Regions from separate parts of the Mus musculus genome. Here region 1 is linked to region 2. The links are chromatin contacts, called in public HiChIP or PLAC-seq maps. All regions are on one chromosome and are shown on one strand. The core of a region is the stretch at or near the end of the contact, and the rest is flanking DNA. Distances in the headings are between cores, read along the strand shown. Region 1 overlaps Adgrf5 (adhesion G protein-coupled receptor F5). Region 2 has its middle 38 kb from the start of Adgrf1.

Evidence for each region. HiChIP or PLAC-seq counts read pairs in DNA pulled down with a chosen protein or histone mark.
Region 1: an H3K27ac HiChIP or PLAC-seq map of large pre-B cells shows a contact between it and region 2, with 3 times the contacts expected there. The contact joins two enhancer-like sites. A contact is called at or near these places in 1 of 115 datasets of contacts at active chromatin or transcription factors (large pre-B cells) and 2 of 9 other capture datasets (adipose tissue and pancreatic islet).

The regions. Positions count from the first base shown.
Region 1 is chr17:43,422,738-43,425,440 of GRCm38.p6, reverse strand. Adgrf5 (adhesion G protein-coupled receptor F5) reads right to left here. Exons shown (of 21, transcript NM_001081178.1): 5 at 850-1,026; 6 at 618-727. Among named protein-coding and RNA genes, the nearest start is that of Gm25135, 30 kb to the left of the region's middle. Within about 2 kb of position 1,255, at least 1 of the 459 cell types and tissues checked has an H3K27ac peak or open chromatin away from gene starts, as enhancers often do.
Region 2 is chr17:43,231,453-43,234,207 of GRCm38.p6, reverse strand. No RefSeq gene overlaps it. Among named protein-coding and RNA genes, the nearest start is that of Adgrf1, 38 kb to the left of the region's middle. Within about 2 kb of position 1,252, at least 69 of the 459 cell types and tissues checked have an H3K27ac peak or open chromatin away from gene starts, as enhancers often do.

The DNA of each region.
Region 1 (2,703 bases), core at 6-2,505, 190 kb before region 2:
GTGGAAAGCTAAGTGAGAATTAGCAGCAAGAAGCAGGCAGTATAGATGAACTCATTCATCTCTGGTTTTGACTGTGGTTATGATATGTTTAGCTGCTTGAGCCTCTGCCTTTACTGCCACAAAATGACAGACTGTGACCTGCTATTTTAAGGCAGACAAACCCTTTCTTCAAAGCTAGAGAAGTTTAAAATTCTCTGAGCTCAGCCTTGAGGTAGGTAACCCAGTGATGTTAGAAGTCTTATCTGTGTAGGAAAAACCTAGTCATTTGGGGCCAGTACTGTTCACTGGGAAGAAGGTGCTGAGCTACACGACACAGCAGAATGTGAGACTGCCTGAAGAACAGACCTGAACCAGCAACCTCTTCTGGATTGCTCTTAGTGAATGGATGCCACCAAATGCTATCCGAATCATTTCTACTCAAGGGAGAAGCCCTCCTGAGAGGCCAAGGTGACACCCTATCCTCTGAATGCTGTTTGAATCCTCAGGTGGGTTTGCATGACTTCAAATCCTTACACCTAGGGTATACTCAGGTAAGCACACTGCCCACTGTGAATGGGAGTGACTCCATTTCCTCCTAAGTAGTTTCTTGGGTAAAGACTCCAGCAGCCCCAACCTACCGCTCTTTCCAGATCAGTCTTGTAGGACCTATAGAGGGCAGAAGACGTGTTCTTTAGGTCTTCTTGAAATCCTATGTTCAGTCTGACTTTGAGTTTTAAGGTAATGAATGCTGAAAAACACAAGGAAATATAAATGTCTCACCAGTGTTTGAAAACAGACAAGGCAGATAGACATTGGCTTTCAGTAAAGTTGGAAATGCATTCAAGAGCTCTTTAAAGAACAATTTCGTACCTTCTGGGAGCTGGCAGAAAGGTCCCTGGGGAGGAAGTCCTTTCAGACAACTGCAGTAGCCGCCTGGCAGGGCACTGTCATAGTCTTGACAAGTGAGAGAGTGGAGACACCTTTCCTCAGACCACTGGTAGCCTTTCTCACAGAAGCACAAGAGGTCATTTCCAGCAGGAGTGCAGACTGCCATAAACCAAAAGAGTAATGCAAGACAAGGTAGTCACCGCCCTAACATTTGCAGATTGCAAGTATCTATGCTGGTGGGAAATCCTAGCTCAGTACCAAATCGACCTTCTAGAAAGTTCAGTAGAATTGCATGAGATTCAAGGGAGCAGATATGGATCACTAAGCCATAGACGAGGTCACCAGAAAGGTGACAAGGTTGAGTGGCTGCAGGCTGTTAAGTCGTTTTTGATAGTCATGTTTTATATTACACGGCCACTAGATGTCTGTGATGATCTGCTCCCCTGACACCAAACAGTAGTGGTTCTCAACCTGTGGGTCGCAACCCTTTGGCAAACCCCTGTCTCCCAAAATATCCATGTTATGATTCATAACCTCAGCAAAATTACAGTTACAAAGTAGCAGTGAAAATAATGTTGGTGTTCATCACACTATGAGGAACTGTGTTAAAGGGTGGCAGCATTAGGAAGGTTGAGAACCACAGAGAGACTATTGAACATCTCTGCCTCTAGGAACACAGCCTTTTATAGTGCCTTCTCATAGAACATGGTAAAAATGATGGCATAATTTAGTATATATTCCTTTTATCTGTATGTTTATTTATCTGTCTATATCTATCTATCTATCTATCTATCTATCTATCTATCTATCTATCATATATCTCTCTCTCCCTTCCCTTTATCCCTCCCCCATTTTTCCTTTCCTTCCTCTCTTTTCCTCTGAGAAAGTTGGCTGCCTGGTACAAAGATATGTCAGGAAGAGAACTACATGGTAAGGAATTAAGGCCTCTAAATAATAACTATTTAGGAACAGTAGTCTGCAAAAAACCCTACCTGGTGAACTTGAAAATGACCCTTCCAGTCCATTAGAGCCTTCAGATCAAAGTTCCTAAGTTAGAACCACTCATCTAGGTGCTATTACAAGACTTCAGACCCCCAGAAACTTTAAGATAATACATGTCTATTGTTCCATAGTGCTAAGAGAGATTTGTTACATGGAAATAAATCATAAATACAGAATGCAAATAAATAGCCTTTCCATTTCAAGTTAAAAGAACAGTCCAAATGGACCCTGATCTCACTGGGGTCATTATAAAAGAAGAAAAACTGCTCTGCAAACAGAGACCCTTGAATCAGTTTCTCATTTTGGACCAAAGAGACTATTCTGCAGATGGGGCTCCTTAGGATGCTGCTCCTCAATGCAATGCCATCAAACAGTTGCCTCTGAAATAGGACAACCAAGTTACAGTGGTGCTTTCTAATTTGCAGAACTTTTTTATAGGACAAAGAGCAGCCTCAAGATGTGACACTGAGTCTCTGGGGATGGACCCATGAGACAAAGGAGAAAGGGTTTAGTTTTAGTAGGGAGTTCTCAAACACAAAGGCAAAGCATGACCTGGGAGAACGTTGCTTACTGTATTGCTTTGGATTTAGGTACACATCTTGTTCCTATTTCCCGATCTACAACACCCCAAAGGAAAGAAAGACATGACATACTGAGCTGTGCCCACACATTGTTCAGAGGGAAAGGAAGGGTTTGTAAATGTCTTATTGGTTGCTTTATGACAACCACCAAGAAAATCTTTGGTCATCTTTTAAAGTAAGGAATTTATGGCTAGTGAGTTCATGCTTTGACCACAAAGTCACACCGTGGTCCAGTTGGGCCATTATGCTTGCC
Region 2 (2,755 bases), core at 3-2,502:
TTATCAGCAAACATAATGTCATTTATTTTCTAGGTTTGTGGAGGGGGGTAACAAACAGCAAAGTAAGCAAAATTTGTGTTCTTATAGACTTCACTACTTATTCATTTGGCTACTTTTTTTTGTTTTGTTTTGTTTTGTTTTGTTTTGTTTTGTTTTGTTTTGTTGAGACAGAATCTCACTCTGTAGCCTCCCATGGCCTGGACCTCACCATGCAGCCATGGCTGACCCCAAGCTTGAAGAAACCTCTTTCTCTCGGCCTCCCGGTCCAGGATTATGAATGTGAACCTTCAGGCCTACCAAAGCTTATCTTTCAGGTGGGTCAACCGGGCATAACCAAACAGGCCAGCACATGGAAACAGACACAATGCCAAGGAGTGGATGGTCTGTGAAAACATGTTTGTAAAATGGGAGAAGAGTGTACCAGGATGCTTCAGCAGAGGGTAGAGGAGGATAATGCTAACTGCAGAGTGTTCTTTCAAGAAAGCTCAAAGGTAACAGCAATACATTTTAACCTATTGCCCACTAAAGAAATAGAATTCTCTCTCTCTCTCTCTCTCTCTCTCTCTCTCTCTCTCTCTCTCTCTCTTTCTCTCTCTCTCTCTCTCTCTCTCTCTCTCTCTGTGTGTGTGTGTGTGTGTGTGTGTGTGTGTGTGTGTGTGTGTATGTGTGTGTATAGTTCCAAATAACGAGAAAAAAAGAAACAAAGAATGAAAGGGAGAGAAAGAAGGAGGGGAGGAGAGAAGTAGAAGAAAGAGAAGGAGAAGGCAAAAGAGGAGAAGGACGACGACGAGGAGGGGAAGAAGAAACCTCTTTCTACAAGATAATCTTGGAGGCCCTGGGTCATGCCTTCAGCTGTTTGCTAAGGCTCTATATGCCAGTCTGCCAGTCTACCAGTCATTTTCTCTGCCGTTGTTCAGTGCTGCTCCCTCTGTGTTTCTGTTTATGCTTTTGTTTCTGCGGGGGAAATAGCTTGACTTTGTTAGCCAGTGAGTGATAAATGTAAACACTCCATAGGGAGTGGTAGCTGATGATCGAGTCCGTGGGTCACCTCTGTTCCACAGCATTCGGGGTTCAGCACAGGGATGGGGCTTGGGATACAAACAGTTTTGTTTTGGACGGACCTGTCCACCAAGCGGTAGGGACTTCCTGTTCAGGAAGCAAGCGTGCAACAATCAGGCCAGTGGAATCCCTCTGCCCAGACTGACAGAGAGCGAGCGCCACTGTGCAACCACATCCTGCCCCAGAAAACACCTGCCTGTAGCAACACTCTGACCAAGCTCTGGTCTGACTCTCAGATGAAAGCCAGCTGACTGAGGACTCAGCATTCCTCCTGAGAAGCAGACATGTTTTTATAATTGCAATTTGCTGGGCTTGTTGCTAAGGGGTTTCTATCAGAGCAAAGCTTGCTGAAGGCTATAAAATGTTTGACCTAGAGGGTGTAGGTCACTGCCTGCTGGGGTAAATGTCACGATGGGGAATTAGATGATAAAAAAAATTTTGTTTTAAATATTTTTTGGCCTGAGAGTCAAAAGCCCATCTCGATATGATTGAATGTTCTGCTGTTCCATATATTTTCTTCCTAAAACCTCTTTCTTCATATTGGCTAGTGTGTGTACGTGTGTGTGAGCGTGAGTGCACATGGATGTATATGGAGATTAAAGAATATCAGGAATCCGTTCTTTTTTTAAGCCTTGTTTTAGGGGCATCTCTTGTTTTTTTTTTCAGGGTTCTGGGGATCGAATTCAAGTAATCAAACCCATATGGCAAACATTCTCAATCACTGGACCATCTCAGTGCCCCTGACCCCAAACCTCTTATGGAATGTTTATAGAATCCCTTAATAACCAGGGGGCAAGATGGTCCCCGGCGAACCTCATTCCCTTCCTGGTGTCCATAGCTCATGTGGTCTCCTCATGCTGAATCAGGACTGACATGTGTGACCAAAGACACAGTACACGTGATAGAGTCTCGCTCCTGAGATCGGGTCAGAGAAGTACTGCATAGAGCTGCTGACTGGGCCGTTTAGATGGTTCACCCTCAGGAACTACCAGGCCACAGGGACCCTTGGCAGATCCATAAAGAGTCTCACTGTGACATCGCTCCGATCACTAAGCATGTAATGAAACAGTCCTGGAAGTCATTTCTCTGTTAAGCCTTTTGGTGACCATGACATGATAGCAATCTTACAGGAGTAAGCTCCCACCTAGAGAGGTCTCCCCTGAATTCTGGCCCTTGGTCTTGGTGGAGAGACAATGGTGATGTAATACACTAGATAAATTTGGTAGCCATTTGAGATCCAGTGAGAAAGAAGTAAACACAAATCCTCTTCTGAGGCTTCGGGATCTTGTAGAGGAGAAGTTTGAATTCTTGAGACAGAGTTCATACAGTGAATGTTAGATCATATTGCTCGAGGCAATGGCAAACATTTTTTTTTTTTTGGAGAATTCTTTCCTGTAATTAGCATTGGCTTTTTGACGTCCACTTTTGCCTTTATGAAATTCCAGAGCACTCACATGTAAAAGTCTTACACCATTGCCTTTAAGTCTGGCCTCATCAATGCCCTGGACGTGATGTTATTCTCCTTACAGTCTATAGCTGATGTGGTGGGTTTAAATACGAGCCACTAGTTGAAGGCTGGTAAAGATTGTTCTGGTATCTCCATAGCACTACTAACTTGCAGTACCCAGGACCTTAGAGAGTTCATGCTCCAGAGGGAGCCAGCAAACATACACACCCACACAGTCAGCTGGAAGGT